Regions from separate parts of the Mus musculus genome. Here region 2 is linked to region 1. A link is a contact called in public promoter capture Hi-C data. All regions are on one chromosome and are shown on one strand. Each heading gives the region's core, a stretch centred on a gene start, on an enhancer-like site or on the middle of the called end of the contact. The rest is flanking DNA. Distances are from core to core; before and after follow the strand shown. Region 1 has its middle 35 kb from the start of Gm40242. Region 2 holds the start of 4933407E24Rik (RIKEN cDNA 4933407E24 gene).

Evidence for each region. Promoter capture Hi-C pulls out the DNA fragments that hold promoters and counts their contacts.
Region 2: a contact with region 1 is called in a promoter capture Hi-C map of neural stem cells. The contact joins the promoter of 4933407E24Rik here to the enhancer-like site in region 1. A contact is called at or near these places in 1 of 39 promoter capture datasets (neural stem cells), 3 of 484 Hi-C or Micro-C datasets (cerebellar granule neurons, cerebral cortex and ganglionic eminence), 8 of 115 datasets of contacts at active chromatin or transcription factors (craniofacial prominence, embryonic basal ganglia, embryonic forebrain and 5 more) and 2 of 9 other capture datasets (embryonic stem cells and embryonic tail).

The regions. Positions count from the first base shown.
Region 1 is chr4:124,234,541-124,240,402 of GRCm38.p6, forward strand. No RefSeq gene overlaps it. Among named protein-coding and RNA genes, the nearest start is that of Gm40242, 35 kb to the right of the region's middle. Within about 2 kb of position 2,156, at least 18 of the 459 cell types and tissues checked have an H3K27ac peak or open chromatin away from gene starts, as enhancers often do. A contact at or near this core is called in cerebral cortex and neural stem cells, where this site is marked.
Region 2 is chr4:124,565,082-124,570,787 of GRCm38.p6, forward strand. 4933407E24Rik (RIKEN cDNA 4933407E24 gene) reads left to right here and starts at 4,098. Exons shown (of 3, transcript NR_045819.1): 1 at 4,098-4,212. The region is part of intron 1 of Gm2164 (predicted gene 2164); the gene reads right to left.

The DNA.
Region 1 (5,862 bases), core at 906-3,405:
AGAGATTTGTAACCTGCCTCTTCCCCCTTGTGGGTCACTTGTCAAGCTCCTCTTTGATCCTAGACAGAAAATTCCAGAGAATGGTAGTGTGGTTGGCCTGCTTGAAGAGTTCTGAGAAGCAATCATATGGTCTCCAGGTGATAGTCACAGGCCAATGAGCTCTCTCTCTCTCTCCTCAGTCTGTCTCTCTGTCTCTCTGTTTCTGTCTCTGTCTCTCTGTCTCTCTCCACACCACATGTTATGAAAGCAGAACCCAAGGGAGTCAGCCGGGGCAGTCTAAAGCATTGTACTTGGTGCTTCTGGAGAAAGCGTGGGTCAGGTGGGAGAAGTGGACTGAATGGCTTCTTGCTTCTGTCAGAGGAAATGAATTCTGTTGTTAACTACACTTTGGAGAGAAGAAGAACCTCCAAAAAGAAGAAACTTCCTCTCTCTCTCTCTCTGTGTGTGTGTGTGTGTGTGTGTGTGTGTGAGAGAGAGAGAGAGAGAGAGAGAGAGAGAGAGAGAGAGAAAGAGAGAGAGAGAGAGAGAGAGAGAGAGAGAGAGAGAGAGAGAGAGAGACTGGAGCTCAGTCTGAGGGGCACAGTATGGTATACAAGCCAAACCAGAGTTTGTCACCCCTACCCCCCTATTTCCAACCGACACTCCAGAAAACCCTACACAAGCCAGCCCTTTAGAAGTTCTTAAAAACAGTGTTGAAACACTCTGACAGGCATGCCTGTGGGGTTTCATGAGAGTCAAGGTCAGAGCTTCCTAAAGTCACCTGTGTCTAGACCCAACAGACCAAAGAGAGGTGCTAGAATCATCTCCACAGAGCAGAGCCAGGAGAGGCAGCTTTGACAAAGAGCACAGAAATTGGGCTTGTCATCAAGAAGCCCTGGGTTTGAGGCCCAGCTCCTCTTCCCACTGTTAGTTGTAACGCTTTCGCTAAGTCATGTCACCCAAGTTTCCTGCTAGGTAAAATAGGAACAAGAATGCAATTAAACAGTTGGAAGGATCTGATTGTATATTTGAAAGGGTTTTGTATTCTAAAGGGCTACATAAAGGGAGGAAATCCCACTGAGGCCCAGAGTAAGGGGTGAGAAGGGCAGAGGCTGTGTACACATCACACACAGCCAGGAGCACTGAGCTTAAGCTCGAGAGCTGATCTTTTCTGAAAACAAAAGATCTAGATGCCTAGAAGGTCCTTGACTTAAGACAGGATAGTGTTCCAAATAAGCCCATGGAAGACTGTAAAGAATCTAACCAATCGAGAAGGCATTTAATATGCCTAAGACGTAGACCAGCCTCACCTTACAGCAGAACACCCTAGAGTATCCTTGGGCTCCCATCATGACCACGGCTGGACCTGTGCCTAGCTGCTGCCCCCTGCGAGTCAAATACTACCCTCAGACTGCCTATCACTGCCCCTTATGGCAAGTTCCTACTCTCAGTTCTACCCATACCAACCTGAGTTTCTTTATCCCTGGGGCTAAAGGTCAAAGAGATCTCAGTAGCCTGGAAGAAATTATCTGACTTGAGTTAAGGTCAGTTTACTAAATTCACATGGCATGCAAGAAAGTGTCCTGAATCTGGGAGGGGGGACATCAAAGGCTTTGGTCCTTTTTGAGCCTATAGACTCTTGAGAGCATCCATGTCCTGCGAGAGCCACCACTCAGGTGGACAGGACACCCAATCCTTTAAGAGAGTTTAGGCTTACGCTGAAAGAGGTCATGGCCTTGCATGAAAAGGCAAGACCAAGGGAAGGAACACCTCCTGAGAACCCCTGGCAGCACACAGCTTGCATGTGAGCTTAGGGGCTAGAAATGGGATATTTGGAGTCTGTCCTTACTCAACCTAATATCTTCACAAGAAGGACATTTACACAGGTGCTAGGTTGGAGGAGTTGATACTGTGTTCAGGGACAGTGTGGGACAGTAGTGATTGGTGCCCATGTCTGAGTGAGGTGGTCCAAGCTTATCATGTACTGACAAGCGTGCTTGGGGAGCAAGTGTCACCCCAGGAGGACTGGATCCCCACCCCTGCGTGCCTGGCACCCTGGGTGGAGGCAGCGTTCCTGTCTGGGCATTGCCACTTTCCATTCCCTTCACACAACCGCGTGTTGACATGTCGGTGCCTGGCCCGCTCACAGGGGATAACCAGGGAAGGCGCCCAAAGGCGGTGCCTGGCTCCCGAGCTGGCGGCAGGCCAGGGCGGCTTTGTTTAGCTCCTTCCCCTGAGGTGGCAGCCAGGCAGCTTGACTTCCACTTCATAGCTGCAGTTTCTCTGAGTGCTTCCGAGGTTGAATCTCTCCAAATGTCAGGGAGGAGCATTTACAACTCCGTCCTTTTATGACGCGCCTTTAAGGCCAATTTATCCAGAGCTAATAATCCTATGTGCTGTTGAATTTAGAGAGGAGGTGTACATTTTTTTTTAAAACTCATGAAATCGCAAGCAGATTGCTTGACTCAGTACTCCTGTGAATGCCCGATCCTCTCGTGGCTGTTATTATTAATATTAATAAGCATCTATATTCACAAACACACATCCACATACACCCACGGAGCACTGGGCAGAGCTCAGGGAGGACATGGCCTCTGTCCTCGGGGATCAGTAGAGAGCTGTCTCTAAGACGATGTAGCAAATCACAGGAGTATTGTAACTGTCAAGGTTTTAAGCACCTAAAAATCAGTCCTATCATTAGCAATCAGCAATCCCTGTTATAGAAGAATAAATCTTGTAATCTCCAAATTACCTGTTTGCACCAATTAGAGTCCAACTGATGAACATACCAATCAAAGGAGAATTTACTTGAAGCACCCAAGCTTATCTGGTTAAAAAAAAAAAAAAAGATACTAAGAACCGGCTGTGCTCACAAATGGATGTCTCCTCACTCACTATCTGTTAGGGTGGGTATTCTGCAAGCAGAGCTGACAAAACCCTGCACAGGTTCCCCCCAGGCAGGAGGGAATCCATGATGCATTTATTTGTTTATTTATTCATTTATTCCCTGCCTGCCTACAGAAAGGATTTGAGGCAGCCAACAATAAGAGCATGCACTATACTAAGGTAGACTCTTTCAGGTATCAAAATCAGGGAGATTTTGAAAATCAGGGAGTGGAAATGGAGACAGTGGGCTGGCTGGCATTCCCGATGTCCACTTGTCTTTGCTGAGTCTCCATGCTGAGCATAACCACAGGTACTGGAGGGTTAACAGCGGAGACTCAGCTCTTTGCCATCTGTAGGAAGCTTGTCAGGAAGAATGAGATGCAAGCCCTGGGCTTCTCTCTGAGCCTCTCACAAGGCAGTGAGCAGGGGAATCAAATGGGCCACCTGGTTCTCAGTGCGCGGTGGGGAAAGCGAGTCCATGGGAAGGCGTGTTTTCTCTCAAGCTGTAAATCTAAGCAGCAATTCCACGGTAGGGACCTGGTGGAAAGCACGTCATCGTGTGTTTACCAATCTCTTAGACGTGATATCTGTCTAGCCATCTCTTGGCTGGAGTTTGGGCCCTAAATCAGGAGTAAAGAGATAGGGTGTGGTGGCTCATGTCTGTAACTCCAGTGTTCAGGAGGCTAAGGCAGGAGGATTGCTGAGAGTGTGGGGATACCCGAGGCCACATGATATGAGTTCAAAACCTACAAGGGCTAAGCATCCTTGTTTTTGTTTTTTGGGTTGTTTGTTCGGTTTTTTTTTTTGTTTGTTTGTTTGGTTGGTTTTTTTTGTTTGTTTTTTTAGCAAACATAAAACCAGAAGCTTGGATTTTCTACTGAACCCTCCCTTCTTTGCTTCTCCTGAGCTTATGAAAACCTGGGTCTGGTGTTTGAGGCTGAGGCAAGAGGTGAGAGCTGGGGAGAGGAGGGGCATAAGAACTGGTCATTAAAGCAAGAGATGTCCCCAAGTCATCTTAACCAAGAAAAATAGCCTTAGTGGCACCTCCCCATCCCCATGCTGTGTAAGCCACCCCCCCAAGGGTGTCTTTAAAATTCGATGCTGATACAGGGCTCAGCATCACTTCCCCTTATTCATCTTCTGATGTCAATCACCTTGCCATGTTCCCAGCTCCACCTAGACTTATCCCTTATTCTGTATAGCTCTGCTTGGTCTGATAATCTCTGAGAAATTATGTTGCCATCTTACCAGGCTTGCTCGGCTCGCTTGTTTTATTTCTAAGTGTACCTGGTACTCATTCTGACCTCTTCCCTTGAACATTACTGGGTTACTCTAATAGCAAGAGCTCTTTAAGTGTCTGCATCTTCTGCTCTGTGGTAGGAAGCTCATCCAGGTGATGTGAGGTGTGGATGTAGAGGCTTCCACGGTCCCTGTACCCAGTGTCCACGCTGCTGTAGAGCTTCACCTGTGCTGAATCAGGGTGGCTCTATGTGACTCATGATGCCCGCAGCATCAGACACTGCGCTGGGGGCTGTAGACTCAGTGGTGGACAGACACTGTCCATGATCTCAGGAAGTTTACAGAGATCATGGCACATAGCAGGAAGAGGAGAACTTGAGACTGCAGAGAACTGGCTGAACTTCTGCGTCTCCCCTTGGCTTAGAGACTGTAACCTCTCTGAACCTGTTTCTTCATCTTTATTTTCTCTTATTTCCAGATATATGTTTTCTTAAGATGGGGTCTTTTGTAGCCCTTGTGTAACTGAAGGTGACTATAAACTCCTGATCCTCCCGCTTCTGCCTCCTAGGTGCTGAGATTACAGACACACCCAGTTTTATGTGGTGCTGGGGACAGAACCCAGAACCTAGTGCATGTTAGCTAGGCAAGCACCCACTGAGCTACATCTCTGGCCCTGTTTACCTATCTCCAAAGATGGCAAAGTAGGATCCACCGTAAGCCATTTGGTAGAGATTTAATGAGATCATCCAAACAGCATTTAGCACAATGACCAGATTTTGGTAGCTACTCCATGTGTGGTTGTTAACCCAGCTGTGCTATCCTGAGAACACAGTTATGAATGAAGAGTCATCTCTACCCTCAAGGTGCTGAGAACTGAGTGGAGAGGACAGATGAACCCTCAGTAAAGCTTAAGGCACAGCCACAGTAACATGGAAGGCTATGGGACCCCAACAGAGGGCATAGAAAAGTGTTGTGGAGACGAGGTGACATCTTAGCAAGCTTTTTGAGGTGAGTGGGACTTTCAAGAGTGAAGCACAACAAGAGCGTTGAGAACCCTGGGAAGTCACGGGACCTAAGGCAACACGCCATGGGATGCTCTGCGTCACGTGGCTTCTCTTTTGTGCCCTGTGATCTCCTGAGCCATTTTAAATGCTGCTGTTAAATCAGATAGCAAAAGATCCTACCTTTCCAGCTTGCATAGTCTTCAAGAGAGGGGAGTATGTCTTTGTTCATTACTGATTTCCACCACCCAGCACATGGTAGGCACTCGATAAATATTTATTAAATGACTAAGGATAATTACACATGCAAGCGGCTTGTCTCCAATGAGAAAATCGAGGAAACATTTTTTCTCATTTGCTTGATATAAGTTATTTCCCTGGGATACATGTGCGATGGCAATTAAGGAGGCTACATTATGTCACCGGGTTTGTAAGAGGCCTTGGGTTTCTCAGTCTCAGGGATCTTTCTCAGACTCCTGAGGCCCGTTTTTAACTTTGAAGCTGCTCACACTTCCCTGAGTATCCTCTGATGCTTGCCACACACCATCCGTCCTTCACACATCGTGGGTGTAGCAGGCCCAGGCGACTTCCAAGAGGTGCCTTTATCTTCCTTCGTTGAACTTCTATTTTGCTTTCGGTGTTCCTATGAAGGGAGATTCTTTGAAGCCAGAGCTCAACAGGACCATTTCTTGTGTCACTGAACTAAAACAAGGCTGGCTGCTGGGAAACTGTCCAGTGAGACCCATCCCTGTACTGG
Region 2 (5,706 bases), core at 2,848-5,347, 330 kb after region 1:
AAGAGAGGCTCCAGTGTGAGAATAAGCAAAGCCACCGCCAGCAGAACACACGGAAACTGAGATAAGAGATGAAGCAACATCAAGCTGAGAAATGTGGGTTTTCCCGGAGGCAACAGGGACTACTGAAGAGTTCTAAGTAAGGCAGAGACTGGTAAGCCATCTGTTTCAAAAGATTTCCTCTGACAGTAAGGTGGAAGGTAGACCAGCGAGGTATGACCAGAGGATCTAAGTTAGCCCCTTGCTCCTGCCCACCAGCTGAGCCCCGCATCCTCTTCTCCATGGACAGTCAGGTTATATTGCAGTCTCGTCCATGTTACTGGCTTGGTGGCTGGCTGTGCTGCAGTTGCTACATAGTGCATGGTATCTTGAAAGGTCCTTGCACCATTTGCATACACAGGACAGCTATAGCCTTTAATAGGAAGAAAGTGAAGGTCAACTGCTGCCTAGGTGACCTAGGGTGTCAACCCAAATGTCTGTGTCCCAGGTATCAGGATCCCCAACCAAACCGTGACAAATCAAAACATAGCAGCCTTTCTCTGTTGAGAATTCTGTTTTCTCTGGAAACCCTTTACCCTGATCCTGGATTACAGCTGTTTTTCCACCCTCCAGCTGTAGGAGAAATTCTTTGTTGTTGTTGTTGTTTGTTTGCCAGGAAACCCTCCCATTTCCACAGCTCACTATAGAATTAGTGATGAGGGGCTAAAGAGATGGCTCAGCAGTTGAGAGCACTGGTTGCCCTTCCAGAGGGATCTGGGTTCGATTCCCAGCACTGGCATGGTGGCTCAATTGTCTATAACTCCAGTCCTAGGAAATCTAACACCTTCTTCCAGCCTCCATGTTCACTGTACACACGTGGTACACAGATATAAATGCAGGCGAAACACCCACACAAATAAAGGAACAACTTTTAATTTTTAAAAAGTAGTGTTGGATCACCCCAGCCTTTCATTGTCTTTGGCCCCAGCCACATCATCTAATTCTAGAGACTCTGTCGTCACTACCTCCTCCGAGCCTCTCAAATATCAGAGAGGTTGCCTACCAGCAAATCCGCGTCCACCAGTATCCCACCCTACTTCACCACTGCTAAAAGTTTTAACAAGCCACTCAGAGGCCATTAGAGCCTCCACCCACCACTAGAGACGGGTTCTCTCTCGTTACCAACAGGCCGGTGGATAATCCAGCTCTAGATTCCCATTTTAGAGTCTGTTTCCTAGGAACCACTCCCAGCACCAACTGTAGTAGTAGGTCAGGTTCCCTAGAAATAGATCAAAGATGGAGATTTGCATGCAGAGGATTTACTGGAGAGTGAGAGCAGGGACATTAGTCAAAAGGAAAGAAAGCCGGACTGGGCTGAGTGAATCCTTGAACCCTGTGCATATGCATCGCAGACGGCAATCCCTTGGAAAGTTCTAGAACAGGTATGACACTTTAGAGATAGACCGAAATTAGGTGATAGTAAACAGTCGGTGAGTCGGAACCGCCTCCAGGGAGGAACATAAACTCTAGGAGAGGCGGTTCCATTTATCAAAAGGCCGTTCTGGCAGAGAGACCATTGGATGCTATGGGCAACCAATGCTACCTATCCCTGAGAACTAAACCATAGCAACCTCCTCGAGCCACATTAGGGAACTCAAGAGGAGAATGGTGGTTGGTATTGTTCCTGAGGTCAAGTGCTCCACTGGGCTGGTCTACAGGGAGTCCCACGAGGCTATGGAAGTGGGGTGTTCATTCAGTGATGTAGTGGGAGGAGTTTCATGCAAGAGCTATAGGAGGAGGAGAAGCAGGAGGGAAGATGAGCCTCTGGGTCATTCTAATTCTCCAGAATGAGTGGCTACTCAAGGAAACAGTGCCTAAGATAAGTTGTCTTTTAGAAGCACAGCTTTGCCAGGCATGGTAGAGGCACACACCTCTAATGTCGGCACTCAAGAGGCAAAAGCTGGAAGATCTCTGTGAGTTCGAAGCCAGCCTGGTGGTCTATGTAGTGAGTTCCAAACCAGCCAGGACTACAAAGGGAGACCCTGTCTCAAAACAAAGAGAGTCTACATCTTTGAACACTGCTTGTATTTGCACTGCTTGCATATGTGATAATGTATACAGACACATGTACACACACACACACACACACACACACACAGAGAGAGAGAGAGAGAGAGAGAGAGAGAGAGAGAGAGAGAGAGAGAGAGAGATGCACACAGTTTTCCCAGAGCAAGAACTCCAGCTATCTGCTGCTAATAAGCAGATCTCTGTCTGAAACCACGTCTTCCTGCTCACCTGTTGACCACGAGTGCACCAGCTGGAGTCCGAGCTCCACGTTCAAGTCTATGCAGACTCCTGGGAGCAAGAGTGATGTCACCAACAGCAACCAACCTTCACTGAGCACCAGCTAGCTACATTTACAAGTTTGCTCATTCCTCCTTCTAACCCATGAGACAGGTGCCTCTATTTACCCATTTCCCAGAGAAGGAAGCAAAGGTTCCAAGGAGCTAGACCTGTCTGTGGTTTGTGCAACTGGTTGGTGTCAGAACTGGAACCAAGATTCCAGTTAGGGTGGTGATTGAGGCAAATAAGGACACTGAGGATTGAACCAGCAGCTGACACAGTGGCACATGCCTTTAGACCCAGCACTCAGGAGGATATCTGAATTTGAGGTCAGCTTGGTCTACAAAGCAAATGCCAGAATAGGCAAGGCTGTTATACAGAGAACCCTGTCTTTAAAAAAAAAAACAGAGAGAGAGAGACAGAGAGAGACACAGAGGCACAGAGACAGAGAGAGACAGAGACACAGAGAGACATAGAGAGAATATTGAACTGGCTCATTCGTTCATTCATTCATTCATTCAGGAAACATTTATGGAGGACCTACTGTCCCAAGCACTTGAGAAACCTCATGCAGCTGTAGCCACAAACAGCCGTTCCCTCGTGTAACTCCCTATAGAGCGGGAAAGAAAAAGAAATAATGAATATAATATGTCAATACTCATTTGTATATTTTAAGTGTATAATGGATTCTCTGGTCTGCCCCAGTTCCCCACTTTGGAACTGAGACTCCTCTCCCTTGTTATGGGAGTGTTGATGGATGGCCATTCAGCAGTCTCTCTGCAAAACTGCTCTGAAAAGGGAGCTGCTTCACCTACGGCTACTCCCTTCCCTAGGAGAGCCTTCATCCCATGTCTGCTCAGTAGAGAATCACAAATGTCCATGCCCTGTCTTAATGCCTGGCCACTTTGAAAGCTCCCCTGGATCCCAGGTCCCTGGACATCAGCTCCAGCCTTTGCTGTGACTGCATCAGATGGCAGCCCTTCCTCTGTCCTGGGCTGCTTCCTTCACAGGTCTGAGAGCCTTTCCCAGTACACTCCCTCCAAGGGAAATTCTCTACCACAGTCTCTTTCTCTGTGTGTTCAACCTGCTTTGGGAAGGGTATCTTCTAGGGGAGGGAGAGGACGGCAAGAAAAGAAGCAAAAATCAGCAGAGGAAGAAGGATCAGAGGGCAGGGCCCCAAAAGGCAGCAGGCTGTGAAATCAAAGAAGATACTTGAGACAACCTCATTAAGAAGTGATATTTGAGCAAAGACTTGAAGGTGGTTGTAAGGGAGTTACCCACGTGGAAACTAGGTGAGATGGGATGACACAGAACAGTGCACATAAGAACTTGCTGGCCACTATAAGGTCCTCTGGAGGACCTGGTCTGAAATGAACCCTCCCCAGACTTCTATAGAGACCAAGAGCAGAAGCAGAGCCATCTGCCTGGAAGTCACTGCAGAGAGCCAGCTGAGGAGGATGTACCAGGGTGGCAGTGACCGGTGACAAAGGGGGCTCAGAGGTACGCTTTTAAAGTGCAGCCAGCATGTTTGGCCAACGACTGGGTGCAGGAAGTGAAGAGAACACAGGACCCAAGAATAACCATGACCTTTTCTTGTCCTGAGATGGAAGGTCTCACCAAGACCTCAGACAAGGAAAAACCCACTGGAGAAGGTTCAGAGGAGACCTGATGTGAACGCTGTTGTAGTTGAAATTGACAGTCACACCCATAGCACAGGATGGCTACCCAGCTGAGGCACAAAGGCTAGAGTTCCAAATGGGAATGACAGTTGGGGGTCAGGAGGACAGTGGAAGTGGGCACAGGGACCCAGCTCTATATTTCCATCCCATGCTGTCCCAAGACTCACAACAAGTTCCTGTGACCTCTCAAACTATGCGAGGGGCCGGCAAACACGTGAGCAGAGAAGGTTCTGTGTGAAAAGTGTCCAAGTGGACATTTGTGACTGAGATGAGGGCTCAAATGCTATGTCCCTGCATATGGAGGTGGGGTGTGTGTGTGCCTGTCTGTCTGTCTGTCTTTCTGTCCATATGTCCATAAAGATCCAGCACCTTGCAATGTAAATACGGAGATGATGCCAGCCCAGAGCCTGGTACCTAGAGGTCTCCCATTGTTATGGAATGTGTAGAGTAAGCAATTAGCTGCTGTTGGCATTTAAAACATCAACAAACGCTCCTTGCCTGCCCTGAACCACACGGGTCCCCTTAAAGCCTTGTACAAATGACTCTTGAACATGAAGGTGCCTGCAACTCCCAAGTGCCCGGCTCTTCCCTGCTGTGTCTGGCCAAGTGGGGGAACTCCTGTCACTGCTCAGGAGGGCGGAGAGTTAACTCTCCTTTTGCCATTAAACATAATCAGGGAGAAATCTGTGTGAAGCTTGGCGCTCTGGCCGGTAAGTGATTCCCCCAGAACAACAGATAAAAGCCCGGCACTAAAGTGCAGCCAGAAACGATGTGTAATTGCCATGAAAGAATCTTTGAATCTACACGCTGCTTTTAACTTGGGAGGCTTAAATTACAATTAATAGTTCCCTTGTAGAAGGGGGGGAATGCAGAAGTGGGGGTGGGGGAATAGAGGAATTCAAGGCCCTTGAGCTCAGAGCCCCAGGCTCCATCTAAGCGCTTCAGTGTTGGGGGGTGGCTAAATAGTAGAGAGAGAGGAGAAAACTAAAAGTATAGCTTTCTTGGGGTCTCAGGAACCCTGATCGGTTATATTTCTTACAAGCTCTAAACATACTGCTTTCTGAAGAAGCTCCTGGGTACTTCTGAGTGGTGGAGCCCCTCCCAACAGTATCCTGCAATGTTGCAAATAGCCAGAACCCACTGCCCCCATTTTGCAGATGGGGAAACTAAGGAGACCCCCCCTGGAGTATAGCTAGTCTACCTGCAATTTCCCAAACTAGAAATGTTCTGGGAGCTCTTTCCTCCCACGATATCCTAGGGTAAACATGTTCAGAGATGGAAGGGTGTCTGTCTGCTTCCATATCATAGTATGAACTCAGCCCACTTGCTTGCTGGCCGGTCCTTTTTTTAAGCACCTAACCAATGAGCCAGATTTGGGGTTGGGGGTGTGTAGCTCAGTGATAAGGCACGTGCCTAACATCTGTAAGGGCCTAGATTCCAACACCAATACTACAAAAATATAATGAAAATAAAAGAGGATAGTAAGTACCAGGTAGTGATACATGCCTTTAATCCCAGCACTCAAGAGGCAGAGGCAGGCAGATCTCTTGAGTTCAAGGCCAGTCTTGTCTACTACAGAGTGAGTCCCAGGACAGCCAGGGCTACGAAGATAAATCCTGTCTCAAACACAGCCCACCAATAAAAGATGACAATAAGAATAATTTGCTGAGCCATACAGCCCTTCCCCTGCCCCAACACCCTCCTCCCA